Regions from separate parts of the Capra hircus genome. Here region 2 is linked to region 1. A link is a contact called in public Hi-C data. All regions are on one chromosome and are shown on one strand. Each heading gives the region's core, a stretch centred on a gene start, on an enhancer-like site or on the middle of the called end of the contact. The rest is flanking DNA. Distances are from core to core; before and after follow the strand shown. Region 1 has its middle 26 kb from the start of SEPT9. Region 2 has its middle 51 kb from the start of SEC14L1.

Evidence for each region. Hi-C and Micro-C count contacts between places; a contact is called where the count stands out from the background.
Region 2: a Hi-C map of blood shows a contact between it and region 1, with 2.2 times the contacts expected there. The contact joins two enhancer-like sites. A contact is called at or near these places in 2 of 5 Hi-C or Micro-C datasets (both in blood).

What each region holds. Positions count from the first base shown.
Region 1 is chr19:53,908,297-53,915,727 of ARS1.2, forward strand. No RefSeq gene overlaps it. Among named protein-coding and RNA genes, the nearest start is that of SEPT9, 26 kb to the left of the region's middle. Within about 2 kb of position 2,740, at least 2 of the 5 cell types and tissues checked have an H3K27ac peak or open chromatin away from gene starts, as enhancers often do.
Region 2 is chr19:54,014,566-54,021,996 of ARS1.2, forward strand. No RefSeq gene overlaps it. Among named protein-coding and RNA genes, the nearest start is that of SEC14L1, 51 kb to the left of the region's middle. Within about 2 kb of position 2,491, at least 2 of the 5 cell types and tissues checked have an H3K27ac peak or open chromatin away from gene starts, as enhancers often do.

The sequences.
Region 1 (7,431 bases), core at 1,490-3,989:
TTCTCTCTCTTTCTTCTTCTCTCCCTTTCCCTCTCTCTGCTCTTTACTTTAACTTCAGGCTGACTCTCCACCTGGGGCGCGGAGGCTCGCCAGGTCTACTTACTTGCCCTGGCTGTTAAGACCCGCGCGAAAGGGAGCTTAAGGCGAGGCACCCTTAGATATTCAAGCGGGCGCCGGTGGCCCAACGTAGATGGTGCAAATTCCTTGTCTGGAATTTTATTGGTCTCCGCGTAAACCAAGCTAGTCAGCCCTCTTCCTCCACTTAATCTTCCTACTACACTATAGTTTCTTAGTCTAATCTTACATTAATAGATAAACAAGTCTTTCCACGCCAACGCTGTCCACCCTTCGAATTCCCTGGATCCACCGGGGCTGGACCCCGGCAAAACAGCTTCCTAGGACGCACACTGAAGTGTTTTAAAATGAGGCAATGAAAGAAATCACTTGTTCTCTGACCACAGCTGGTTGGTTATTTTAACGCGGGTTAAAGTCCCGCGTTTTTTGGACTCAGCGCTGACTTGGGAATGCTGCCTGCTTTGTGTCCACACGAGGGCGCTCTTGACCGTGTCTGCTGGGTATGGATCGTGTCCAGGGTCAACACTGGAGCCCCTGGAATCAGGGCATCCATTTTCCCTTTTTTTCTTTCTTTGTAAACTATTTATTTATTTATTTGGCTGCACCAGGTCTTGGTCGCAGCAAGTGGGCACCTTGATCTTCACTGTGGCATGCCAGATCTTCAGTTGCGGCATGCAGGACCTAGTTCCCCGACCAGGGATCAATCCCTGGACGCCCTGCCTTAGGGACATAGTTTTAGCCCCTGGACCACCAGCAAAGTCCCAGAGCTGTGATTTTTCAACCCTGGCTGTTGTCTGATTGTCTATCAGCGGCTGCTCAGCTGACCCTGGCCCTCTGTGAAGACCTGCTACTGTCCACCTCTCTCTCCACATCCTTCCCACCCATCACTCGGCACCAGTCCCTAAAGGATTTCTCATAAGGGTTCCAAAAAGCTGGAAGTGAGCTTGGTTCTGCAGCTGCTAAATCTAGAGAGAGAAGATGAATCAAAAGTCACTACACAAAAACCAACATCGGGACTTTCCTGGTGGCTCGGTGGATAAGAATCCCCATGCCAAAGCAGCGGACATGGGTTCGATCCCTGGTCGGGGAAGATTGGACAGGCCGCAGAGCAACTGAGCCCATGCACCACACTGCTGAGCCTGAGCTCCAGAGCCCTCGAGCCACAGCTACTGAATCCACATGCCCTAGGGCCAGCAGCTCTCAGCTACTGAGCTGGCACGCTCCTGAGCCCGTGAGCCTACAGCCTGCACTCTGCAACAAGAAGCCACCACAGTGAGAAGCCTGTTCACTGCAGCTTGAGAGTAGGCCCCGCTCTCTGCAGCCTGGTTGCAGCAATGAAGACCCAGCGCAAACAAAAATTGCTGTTCAGTCGCTCAGTTGTGTCCAGCTGTTTGCGACTCCACGGACTGACTGCAGCACGCCAGGCTTCCCAGTCCCTCACTGTCTCCCGGAGCTTGCTTAGGCTCATGTCCATCGAGTCAGTGATGCCATCCAACCATCTCATCCTCCGTCGCACCCCTTCTCCTGCCCTCAACCTTTCCCAGCATCAGGGTCTTTTCCGGTGAGTTGGCTCTTCGTGTCAAGTGGCCAGTTTATTGGAGCTTCAGCTTCAGCATCAAGATAAACAAAAATAATTTAATTTAAAAAAACCAACATCTGATGCATCAGAGATTAAAGTATTAAAAAAAAAAGTAAAGCCATGAAAGCAACTTAAGAATGCAGCGAAATTTTTGTTGTTTTTGTCGTGTTGTGTGTGGCTTGCAGGATCTCAGTTCCCCAACCAGGGAGTGAACTCGGGCAACTCCAGTGAAAACTTGAAATCCTAATCACTAGGCCACCAGGGAATGCCCCCAAAATATAGGAAAACTTAGCATGGGGAAATCCTTTCTAAGCAAAATGTAAAACCCAGAAACTGTTAAGGAAAAGAAAATAGAGTTGACCTCATAAAGACTAACAGTTGCCCCATCTCATTCAGAGCTTAAACCAAAAAGCTGGTGGCCTCGCAGGACCCATAAGGCCTTTGGGGACCTAGCTGATCCCCCCGCCCCCGCCTCTGACCTCCTCCCTGTATCTGTCAGGACAAGCCCCTTTCTGCAGTAGTGACGGATAAACCCTGACGTCACGTTCAGTGGGGACTTACTCTCACTGTAGTCCAGTGAGAGGCAGGCAGAGGCCACTTCCCATGGTGACTCAGGGATGCAGTCCATCCTGGACATGGGCCATCACCCTTTGAGTTTGTCCAGGGGCAGCTCGTCTCCTCGGTACCAGGTCCCTGTCCCCAGCAGCCAAGTCCTGCGGCGGCAGAATCCAGGCACAGGTGAGGGAGGTGCCCGGCCACACCTGATGCCCGTCCTCATTCGGTTTGCTGAGCAGAACTCAGACTTTCTCTATTTCGCTTCTGAACACAAAGGATCTCCCGCTTGCTCGTCTATCCGTGGGTCAGCAGAGAGCGGTTCTGAAACCAGGTGACCAGGTCCCAGAGAGCTAAGCATCACCCCTACCCCTGCCCACTGGCCACCAGGGACCCTGCCCCTCCTCCAGGCTTCTCCCACACTGTTTATACTGCATGGATCCCCCAGACACCTCCGCAGTGTCAACACAGACCCAGCACTCACACACATGCACACATTAGCATGCCTACACACGCCAGTGCCCGAGGGGGTGCAAGGGTGGTGACATCCTGTCCGAGAAGCGCTGGCAGGGACAGAGCTGCCGGGCAGGGCTCAAGGCATACCTGTCAGTGGGCGGCTCCCGACCCAGGATTTCAGGAAAGTGAGCAGGTGCCTCACCTTGCCCTCGGGGCCACCCCACAGCTGGGCCAGGGCCACCTTCCCCACCAGGCCCTGAAGGCCGGCTCAGGATTCTTCTGGGGGCCAAGAACATATTTTAATTTCTCCTAAACTCAGAAGGAAACATGAGCAGTGTCCCTCGATTTCCGGGGTGGGGTAGCGGGTCCAGGCGCCCCTGTGGAGCCCTGATCCAGGGCATCCAGGGGACACCTGGGCTCCACAGCCACGGGTTTCAAGTCCTCAGATTCGCCCACCTGCGGCTCGAACCAGCCACGGTCAGTTGAATCTGTGGACGTGAAACCTGTGCCTACGGGGGGCTGACTGTCTCAGTGCTGAGTGTATAGTGAGTCCAGACTGCCTCTCATGCACTTTTATGCCTCCAGCCATGAAACATCCTCGCTCACGTTGTCTGATGGAGAAAGACAGCCTCCACCTGGAGCTTCCCCGGTGGCACTGGTGGTAAAGAACCCGCCCGGCAATGCAGAAAACGTAAGAGATGCAGGTTCAGTCCCTGAGTGGGGGAGATCCCCTGGAGGAGGGCATGGGCACCCACTCCAGCAATTCTTGCCTGGAGAATCCCCGTGGACTGAGGAGCCTGCCAGGCCTCCATGGGGTCTCAGGATCGGACACGACTGTGATGGCTTAGCACACACGTGAGGCCAGAAGTGAGGAGAACTCCATTTCACTCCATAGATATTTTGGGGTGTCTGCCCTGAGGCAGGTGCTGTCCTTGGCCCCGGCGGGGACAGAGCCGTGGGCCAAGCACACACACACCCACTGTGAGTGCGGGAGCTGTGCCCCCACCCCGGGCCTTGTGCTCAGCCCTGCACAGCGGGTGATGGGTGAGGGGTGGACAGAGAGAAGGTGCTGGAAGGCCCTGAAGCAGCTGTCCCCAGCAGCCACCTCCCTCCACAGCAGGCTGTCTGTCCTCCATTTCCATGGTCGGCCGAGCAGGGGGATAGTCAGCGACATCTAACCACCCCCGTGGCTCTCATTTCCTCCTTGAAATGGGAGGAGACGGTGATGCAAAGCTTTCTTGTTTTGTGTGCCCTGCCTTCTGATCTCGCCTTTGGCAGCTTGTCCTCATCCCAGAGGACCCTCCCCGGCAGGTACTGGTGTCTCCTCAGACCTGGGCCCCGGCTGGGTCCCCAAGTCCTTGGAGCGTCCCAGCTGTCCTGCACCCCTACATTAGCAGACCGGCTCTGATAACCACTTACTGGCTGTATCTTGACAGCAACCTGAGGAGATAACCTGCTTCCTCCCATTTTATCATCAGCAACAGCATTTTATCATCAGTGACAGCAAGCAGGTGAGAACCGGGGCTGTGGGAGCTCCTGGCTGGACTCAGGGCCGCTGTTCAGGGAGCACCCCTTCCCTTCTCTGAGCTGCACCTTCTTAAGCTGTAAGAGCTTGTGGCTCAGCCGGTAAAGAATCCGCCTGCAATGTGGGAGACCTGGGTTCGATCCCTGGGTTGGGAAGATCCCCTGGAGAAGGGAATGGCTACCCACTGCAGTATTCTGGCCTGGAGAACTCCATGGACTGTATAGGCCATGGGGTCGCAAAGAGTTGGACATGACTGAGCAGCTTTCACTTTCAGATCAGTCTAAGCTCTTTGCCCAGCTCTGACAGCCTGGAATTTCATTCTACGTAAAATAAAGAAGGATAAACCTATAGAGGGGAAAACCCAAATCAAAACACACACACACCCCAAGGAGAGATGATTCCAGATAAATCAGGCTTTTTGTTGTTGTAAGTGGTAAATGTCAAAGGCTTTGCAATGCCAGGACTGGAGCAAACTTTCTGCAATCTATCAAGTTTCCACAGGATGTATATACATAATAGGATGTATTTGTACAGAAAGAGGCTTGGCGTTAGGAACTGGCTCATGTGATAATGGAGGCTGACGAGTCCTGGGACCTGCAGTGGGCGAGCTGGAGACCCAGGCGAGCTGACGGCCTGACTCCTATCTGAAGGCAGGCAGATGGCAGACTCAGGAAGAGCTGGTGCCCACTCCAAAAGAGAAATAGCCAGTGTCTCAGATCAAGGCCACTGGGGAGGAGGAATCCTCTCTAACTTATGGGAGGGTCAACCTTTTCGTTCTATTCAGGCCTTGAGCTGATTGGATGGGGCCCATCTGCTTTCCTCAGTCTACCCAGTAAATGTTAATTTCATCTAAAAAAAAAAAACAAAAACACCCTCACAGACACACTCAGAACTGTATGGTGACCAAATAGCTGGGCCCCACGGCTCAGCCAAACCACCCACAGAATTAACCATCACACCTCTTCCAGGCAAGATTTTAGCAGACGTGGGAGTTTTCTCCCATAGCTGGGACTCCAGGGGCAGAGATGAAAGCAGAGACGCTCGCTGCCACCTCGATGACGGGCATGCACATCTTCCTCATGGCCACAAGGTGGCGCCCACGGACGCAATTCCCTGGATGGAGCTGTGACTAACCTTCATCGGCCGGAAGGGGGCTCCAGCTGGGGGCTGAGGATGGGTTTTGCTCTCTGACTGTAACGCAGGGACTCTGAGCAGGGATGCAGACCAGCCTGGCAAAACGGAAGGAGCAGGACTCGGCAGCCCGACAATTCCATGGGAATCTGGATGCTTCTACAGGAGCAGCTGGGAGGGTCCTACTTTCTGGAGCTAGGCACTCGCCTCTCTTAGGTTCCCAGAAAGAGCCCAGAGACTCCCCTGCCCTTGTGTCTCACTTTGACAAAGGGCGTTTGGGGCTGGTGCACAGAGGCTCAGTAATTTGGATACCCCAGGGCTCATAACTGGCTCTCTGTCGCTGTCAAAACAGGTCCCGGTGACCGACCGCACTCTTAAACCCAAAGGCAAGGTCAGAGTGGGAAAGTCTGGTTGCTTCTATTTGAAGGAAGAGAAAGGGCAGGTCATAGGCAGCACTCAGCAAGGGGTAGAATTTTACAGGGACCAGCCTCCGATTTTCTCCTGGAAGACCCCAGGGGCCCGGCTGTCACTTGCTGCCAGCTGGCTGGCACTGCTTTGCTGTCCTGGGCACAGACACCACAAATGCAGGGTACGTCCCCGGGCTCGAAACTTGGGCCGTGGGTGCCAGCAGCCCCCACCTTGTGATCTGGGTAAAAGGAAAGCAGAAGTGTTAAGTTGCTCGGCTGTGGCCAACTCTGCAGCCCCATGGACTGCAGCCCACTAGGCTCCTTTGTCCATGGGATTTCCCAGGCAAGAATGCTGGAGTAGGTTGCCATTTCCTTCTCCAGTGGAACTTCCCAATCCAGGCACCCAACCGGGGTCTCCTGCATTACAAGCAGATACTTTACTGAGCCACCAGGGAAGTCCAGGTAAAAGGAGGAGATTCCCAATGAAAGAACCAGCATTACTTTCCTTGTGGTGAAAACAACCCACCTAAAACCCTAACTAAAAAACAACAATAAACCTTACTATAAAACAGAGACATGGAAGAGCATAGTCGAATCCGCAACTCGGTGGAAAGACCGCCCCACGCCGCCCATAACCTGGGCTGCATCCCCAGAAGGAACCATCACTTGGCTATGTGCATCTCTAGGTAATACTGTTTGGTCTTGCTTGTTAAGTGAAAATCTCTTTAATTTATGGGACTCCCCCACTTCCATTCCTTTCTTCCCCGCACAATTTATTTGTTGAAGAACCCGAACCTCTTGTTTCCCGTAGTGCAGTTCTGCTGTTGCCCATCTTCTATACTTCCTACAAATCGGCAGCCAGACCCAGAGCCTGGCTTAGGCTGAAGAACCCACAGGGCTGCAGTTCTCCAGAAGACCAGAATATGCAGTTGTCCTTCTGTGACCTTAGCAGCTGAGCACCGAAGAACTGATGCTTTTGAACTGTGGTATTGGAGAAGACTCTTGAGAGTCCCTTGGACTGCAGGGAGATCCAACCAGTCCATCCTAAAAGAAGTCAGTCCTGAATATTCATTGGAAGGACTGATGCTGAAGCTGAAACTCCAATACTTTGGCCACCTGATGTGAAGAATTGACTCATTGGAAAAGACCCTGATGCTGGGAAAGATTGAAGGCAGAAGGGGATGACAGAGGATGAGACAGTTGGATGGCATCGCTGACTCAGGGGACGAGTTTGAGTAAACTTCAGGAGTTGGTGATGGACAGGGAGGCCTGGCGTGCTGCAGTTCATGAGGTCGCAGTCAGACATGACTGAGCGACTGAACTGAGCAACTGAAGATGCTGAACACTTATATCTGTTCACTCATGCAAAACGGCATTGTTATTCCTTTAATTAATTAGCTTGGTTACTTTCATGGGTACTGCTCTCCTGCTTCTGTCCATTTAGGAAAGGCAGGATAAATTCACCTTGTTTACTTACGAGCTTTCAAAATTGGTTCCTTATCGTCCTCCAAAGGGGATCAGTTCTATATGAAAATTACTTAGAATTATGAATTCATGGATTTTAACAGTCAGGGGGTTGGAAGTTGATTGCAATCTAAAGTGCTCCATTCTATTTATTTGGCTGCACCAGGTCTTAGAAGTTGTAACCATAATCCAGATGCTAGGGATTCTCCGTGTTTATGGGCTGCTCATGGTTTCAAGCTTGT
Region 2 (7,431 bases), core at 1,241-3,740, 110 kb after region 1:
ATCCGGGGCTTGCTGTCAGTGGTTGTGCACCTGACTCCAGGCTCAGGCAAATGCTCGCGATACACACGTTGTCACGTGAGTTTTATAGAGTTAACCTCGCATTCAAGGCCCTCCAGAGCCTCCTCCACCAGCCTTGTCAAGCTTACCCCGTGTCACCACCTCTGTTCCCACACGGCTTACAGAAGTCACGATCCACAGGAGGAGACAAGCCCGGGAGTGCTTGGCGGGCTGCCTGATGCTTAGCTGGGTGATTTCCGCTCATCTCTTCCAGTGTAGTGGTTCAGAGAGGCCCAGGAGAACCTGCCAAAGCCCTGTCACCTCTCTGAGTGGCCCTGTCTGTCCTCACTCCAAGGTCAGAGGGCTCGAGCAGTCCCAGGGTTCAGCAGACAGAGGCTGCCTTCCAAACCCCCCCAGCAGGACCCTTCCTTTGGGGCCCCAGAGTTTGAACACTGCAGCGCCATGGGTAGTGTGCCCCTTTGTACCTGACACCCCCAGCACACCGCCTTTGCGGGGAGGAGAGCATCCTGCCCTGGCTTTGATGGCTGTACCTTGGCCCGCTGCCGTGTCCCCACTGCCTCACAGCAGGGGAGTACTTTGGACAGGCCAGGTTTCTTGTGGCTGATCTCATCTCACCCCACAGCAGTCATGTGAAGCAGGGACCCTGATAGTCATCTCCACTGTGCAGATGAAAGAACTGAGGCCTTGAGGTTAGGGAGATAGAACTGGCAGAGGCAGACCCTGAACCCAGAGTGGATGCTCTTAACGCCACACACCCAAACCCCACTCCAGAGACGTAGTCCAGGCAGGGCTGCCGAGTTTAGCAAATCACAACAGGCTGCCCAAGTTAAGTTTGAATTTCAGATAAACGAAAGATAATTTTTGTAGCATATCCTAAATATTGCATGGGATAGAGTTTCCCTGGTGGCTCAGATGGTAACATGTCTGCCTATACTGTGGGAGACCCTGGTTCGATCCCTGGGTGGGGAAGATCCTCTGGAGAAGGAAATGGCAACCCACTCCAGTACTCTTGCTTGGAAAATCCCATGGACAGAGGAGCCTGGTAGGCTACAGTCCATGGGGTCGCAAAGAGTCGGACATGACTGAGCAACTTCACCTCACCTCATACTAAGACTAAAAAATTCTGTTGTTGGTTTGGAATTCAGATCTCACCAGGCGTTCTGTGTTTTATCTAGCAACTCTACCCAAGGCAAAAGCCTCTGCACAGCCCTGTGAGAGGAAGTGGGCATGGGGCTGGGATGGTACCACCAGCGAAACAGGATGTACAGAGCAACGGCTGGGAAGTTTGAGTCCTCAGGAGTGGAAACCTCTTGGAAAACAGGCCTTTCAGTCCCCAGGGCCGTTCACAAAGTCTCCCCAAGCAAAGATGGGGCAGGGTGTGGCCTGCAGTTCTGAAGAATTGCTCACACGTGCAGAGAAGGTGGCCTCGGGGATGATGGGGGCCGAGGTGGGGCAGAGGCGCCCAGGTGTGCTGCGTTACAGGTGCCTTGTGGTCCACTGTGTAGTATGGGCTTCAAGGAGTCAGCCTGGGGCTCTGCAGCCGTGGCAGCTGGCACACTGAGGAGCTGGGGCCGGAACAGAGTCCCGTGGTGGCCCTGAGGACTCTTGGCAGTATTGGAGGTAACGCAAGCCACACAAAACATTTTAGACTGGTGATAGCCATGTTGAAAAAGTGAAACGTGAAATTACTTGTAATAATTTATTTAACTCAGTATGCCAACAATGGCTTCCCAGTTGGCGCTAGTGGTAAAGAACCCGCCTGCCAATACAGGAGACATAGGAGGCTTGGGTTCAATCCCTGTGTCAGAAAGATCCCCTGGAGGAGGGCAAGGCACCCCACGCCGGTGTTGCCTGGGAAGTGCTGTGGACAGAGGAATCTGGTGTCTCCTTTGTCCATGGGGTTGCAAAGAGTTGGACACAACTTAAGCTACTTAGCACACACGCACACGCACGCGCCACAAATAGTTTCAACGTGCAGTCGTACAAAAATTATTAGTGAGACATTTTACTTTTATAAAAAACTGGATCTTCAGAACCCAGTGTGTATTTTACACTCGTGGCTCCTCTGGGTTTGCCCCAGCCCCACCCTGAGTCCCAGTGGTCACGTGTGGCTGCCACCACGGAAGGGGCACGTCTGAGACCCGCAGGCGAGTCAAGCCTTTGCCCTGATTCTCAGGTGTCCAGGGAGGGAAGGAGGGAGTGAGCTCACACTGTGGAGGCTGGCTTTCCTGTCTTTGGGGCCATCTGATCTTCAGTGGCCCCTCAGGGTATTACTGTGCTGCTCTTTTGCCCGAGGTCACCGAACAAATGCTAGTGGGTGTCCTCAACTGCCTGACTGCCATCACGGTCTGCAGGGATCTGGGATGTCTTCAGGGTCATTCCAGGGGCAGGACTCCCAACCAGCCATTGCTCCCGCCTTCCACCCTCTGTCTGGTCAGCTTGCTCAGGGTTCTGGCTGCCAGGAAAGCTGGCCAGTTCCAGTCAAGGCCAGCCCTGCCCTCCCAGTCAGCCTCTCCAGTTTGCTTCCAGGACGGGGCGTGAGCCTGGCTGAAAATATATCTGGAGTCTGAAAGGAGATCAGCTCCATCCTGGTTTTTGTGAAAGGAGCCACTGGGGACCGAGGCCCCCAAGTGCCCGATCTAAGCCCTTGCCAGAGAGGCAGGGGCAGCCCCACAGCCCAGGTGCTTACAAGTGTCCCGGGGACAGTTGGTGCATCACTATTAAACCTATTCATTTCGCCGGGCGCTTGAAGGGCCCCTCTGATTGCTGTGACTCTGCAGGGTGGCCGGAACCAATTTCCTAAGGATGATAGATTTCTGCTCATTTGCTGCTCTCAAGCTGTGGTTGCTTCTGTGTACAGGAGCAAAACGCTTTCAAGAGGACTTCTCCTGGGACTAACCTCTGGGGGAGGGGGCTTTGGAAGGGGAGGTGTCCTCGGCACCCTCTGCGTGGCGATAGGGGTGACTGGCCCCCGAGGAACAAGGGATGCCAGGCCTGGGGAGAGGAGCGGAGGGATGGGCAGGCTAGGGCAGAGGATGAGGCTGGGAGGGGGTGAGGAGGGGGTGGGAGTGGAGGGTGGGCTGCTAGCCTGTAGCTCCTGCTTGGATGTCCTCTGAACGGTCTGAATCACCTGGAGATTTAAACATCCCGATGCAGACTTCCCTGGTGGTCCAGTGGTTAAGACTCCAGGGGAGGGGACCCAGGTTTGATCCCTGGCCAGGGAACTAAGATTCCCGTGTGCCACACAAGGGGCCTGATGTAAATAAATAAAATATTTTAAAAAATAAGAGACTTCTCTGGACTTCCCTGGTGGTCCAGTGGTTAAGACTCCATGCTCCCAAAGCCGGGGCCCTGGTTTCTACCCCTGGTTAAGGAATTAGATTCTGCATGCTGCAACCAAGACCTGGTGCAGTCCAATAAGTAAACAATAAAAAAAATAAATATTCTGCCAGCAGGCACCACCAACAAGAGAGACAGATTTTTGAAGGGTCCGGGGTGTGGCCTGGGATCCGGCTCTTTCAACATTGCACAGGTCATTCTAACACCCTGGATCGAGGCGCTCTGTGCCCTGCAGGTTTGAACAGACCAAGACAATCCTCTGTCTAGAGAAACTGCCCAAGACTCGCAAATGGGCCAGGAGACACTGGGCGGGCCAGGTGCGGCCCATCCCCAGGGGTTGCCCGGACTTTTGTCTTTCTTTTGAAGAGGCTGTTCTGCAGCTCAGATGGGGGAGAAATTGGGCTGTAGAATATGGAAACAGTTCCTGTCCACAACGATGCAAATGGATCTCGTCCCACACAGATAGAATTGGCTTCTGTCATCTGGAAGAGACGATCTCAAACATTACCTTTTATTGCCCCATCGACCAGTTCTGCATCTGTTAGCAAGTTTGGTCTAGCGTTCCAGATTGCCTGTCTACATGGCTGATTTTCAGATTTTCCTTTCAGCTGGTCTTAACATCTTATCAGCTCCCTCATTAATTAATGAGCTGGAAACATGACTTACATATGTCCATTTTATGTGTGAAAGTGCTGTGTTCAACTTTTGAGAATTATAATTTAGCCCCTCTCGGGGGAGTGGGGTGCGCCTTCCTGCCCCCTTGGCCTCTCTGGGCCCTCCTGCTGTGTCCACCACCTGGTGCTGGCTACACCTCCCCGTCTCCCCAGCTCAGCTAAGATGTAGCCACAGGACACTGTTTATAGTTGTTAGTCACTAAGTTGCTTTCAGCTCTTTTGCAACCCCATGGTCTATAGCCCGCAAGGCTGCTCTGTCCACGGGATTTCCCAGGCAAGAATACTGGAGTGGGTTGCCATTTCCTTCTCCAGGGAATCTTCCCAACCCAGGAATTGAACCTATGTCTCCTGCATCAGCAAGCAGATTCTTTACCCCTTTTGGCCACAGCCTGCAGCAATGTGGGATCCTTGTTCCTCAACCAGGGCTTGAACCTGTGCTCCCTACGTTGGAAGAGTGGAGTTGTAACCTCTGGACCACCAGGGAAGTCCCCATAGTAGTTATAAATAACTTTGAAATGTCTCCCACATGGAGTTAAATCCCCTTTTCCATTCTTGATACGGTTTTTTACCTTTTTTCTTGGCTAAAGTTTTTCAAAGGAAAAACGTGTTTTATTGATGCTCTCTGTTTTCTATTTCATGAGTTTTTGCATTTGCCTTTGTTATTTATCTCATTTTCTTAAGCTTTACTCTGCTGTCTTTTCCCCCTGGCTCCTTGAATTGCCTGCTTGACTCATATTTTTCACCTTCCTTATTTTTAGAGATTTCCGGCGCCCTTTAAGTACCATGTTAGCTGCATCTCCTGTGTCTTGATGTCCTACTGGACACCTACACGCTGCTTCAGACTTCCATGGCCCTTCTCCAGCTGCTGCCAGCACTTCTGCCAGCTCCACCCGCCAGAGCGGGCATCCAGGTTTGAGAACGGCGGAGCTGCACACTCCATAAATCACAGCCGTGGAGATCACAGCACCACTTCTGCAGCATCCGATCGTCAGTACAAGTCACGGGGTCAGCCAGATTTAAGAGAAAGGGGAATAGACCCGACCTCTTGTCAGAGAGCAACAAAGAATTTTCTGTTCTTCTCCATCCACCATCACAATGACCATATGGCCTATTTAGTCTGTCTATATAAAGTTCAAAACAGACAAGACGAATCTACAGCAATAGATATGTGAATAGTGGTTGGGTGGGGCTGGGGCTGGACTGAAAAAGAGTACAAGGGGATTTTCTCGGGCGCTGGCAAGACTACGGTGATTGGGGGGTGTCAGTTACGTGGATGTATATGTATTTGTCAAAACTCACCAAACTGGACACTTAACATCTGTGGGTTTTAGCGCATAACATTGTGCCTTAATAAAGAAACAGGCAACAGCAAATACTACAGAGTTGTCTTAGCTCTGCTCCTCACTCTACACAACACACACGCACATGCACTCACACCAGAGCCCGAGGCAGAGGCTTGAGAAGTAATCTTCCCAAGCTTATTTGGGAAGTAATACTTATTTGGGAAGTAATCCCAGTGGGCAAGAGTGAGGGATGTGGAGAACAGGAGAGGAGGGAAACCCAGTTCAAGACGCATCATCAGTTTTACCACTGCTGGTGGTGGCTGGTGTCTGGTTTGACCAGGACCTTCTCAGGAGCCTTATGAAATGCGTCTCAGAACTGTCTGCCCGGAAGAACAAACAGGAAGCACTATTTCACTGGCTCGTGTCCCCCATGGGTCCAAGTTGACTTCTTGACATTGAGTTCCTGGTACTTCTGGGTTGTTATGAAGTACCAAGGAGTTGCTTGTTGCATTCGGGTGTGACAGCCAGCTCCCAGACGGCCCCAGTGACTCTTGCTCCTGTTTCCACAGCTCTGGGCGGTGCCAGTGTGTTCTAGTACTTGTGGACACAGCACCACGTATCTGCCATCAGTCTGATGCACCTACCAAATCCTGGGAGACAGCTCAGCTGCGCTGCAGGAGGTTACTCCTTATCAGGTAGCTTCCGTGAACCTCTGATGAGCCAGCCTCCTGCTCTCTTGAGTTCAGATGCTTCCAGATGACGGAGCATCTGCTGAGACCAGTGGGTCTGATACTATCCATCATCTGCACATTATCACATCTCATTTGCCTCCAGGAGTTGGGAGTGGAAATTTATTGAGACAGAAAGGAACTTTCTGCGGGGAGCTAATACCACTATATGGGTGTAATCACTCCATATAGTGATAGAGGTTTGGTTAAACAGTGTACAAATTTGTCAAGACACAGTGAGTGTGCACTTCAGATCTGGGCATTTCATTGTGTGTAAATTTTATCTCAAAAGTAAAAAAATATAAAGAAATAGCTCTAGCTAATGATATGTATGCTGAGTTCTTCAGGAGAAGTGTATAGATGACAGCAATTTACTTTGAAATGCATCAAAAATTAAGATGCATGGGCTGTCTCAGGCAAGTCACTGAACTTTTGTTTCAGGTTCAGTCTCTCCATGTGTGCTAGGGGTCGAGTTAGGCCCACCTTGAAGGTAGGGTTAAATGGAATCCGGTTTGTAAAACAGTTTGTGCCTGGTACAAATGCATTCTTGATAAATAGTTTTTATTCCCCTACATAGGTAGGTAAAGATACTTGCCCAGAAATACTTGATTTTGGTCTGGAGCACCATTCAGGACAATGACTGTAGGGATTTGAACTGAGAAGACGTCTCATCAAATACCGTATTTCTGATCTAGTTAGTCAGAGATCCTCTACGTCCACTGTTTCTCAGCTTCTTTGATTCTCTGCGGAGCTTGAAAAGAAAACCTACCCCATCTCACCATGTGTTACAACAGGTCGGTGTCCCCGAATTCTTCACCATGTTTGGTCTCCCGTCTTTCTTTCAGAACAGCAGCCACAGGACGAGTAGCCTGCGCATGTTTTATAAACTCCTTCTCCCTCCTGTCGATTTCTTGGCAAGTGTCTGATTCCATTATGATATGGAGAATCAACTTTGGGCCGCGGGAGGCTCACTGAGGTTGCTGTGATGCCAGGGCATCTATTCATCATCCTCTCCCACGCTGCTTCCAGCCTTGTCACCAGCACAACAAACACTTAATGGATCCTGGCTCCCGCGAGGCCCCAGATTTCACCACCAGGAGGCTCTGGAGTGGGTCTGCTGCTTCCTGCTTTGGTGGAAAAAAAAAAAAAAAAAACCCTAAACCTGGCAGAGGGGTAATCGTAAAGTTTTATTCTCCCATCTCCTTCTTCTCATTTGTAAGGGCTTGCAGACACACATGACTTATTTATATTCTGACTCTGAAAGAAGCTTGCACTGCAAATGCCTGCTGGGTAATTGAAATGACAGTCTTCAAAAATATTCTGCTTCCTGTCAGCATGCATTCGGTTATCAACAGTGGTAGTCCTGAAGGATATGCTGCTCCTATGAGC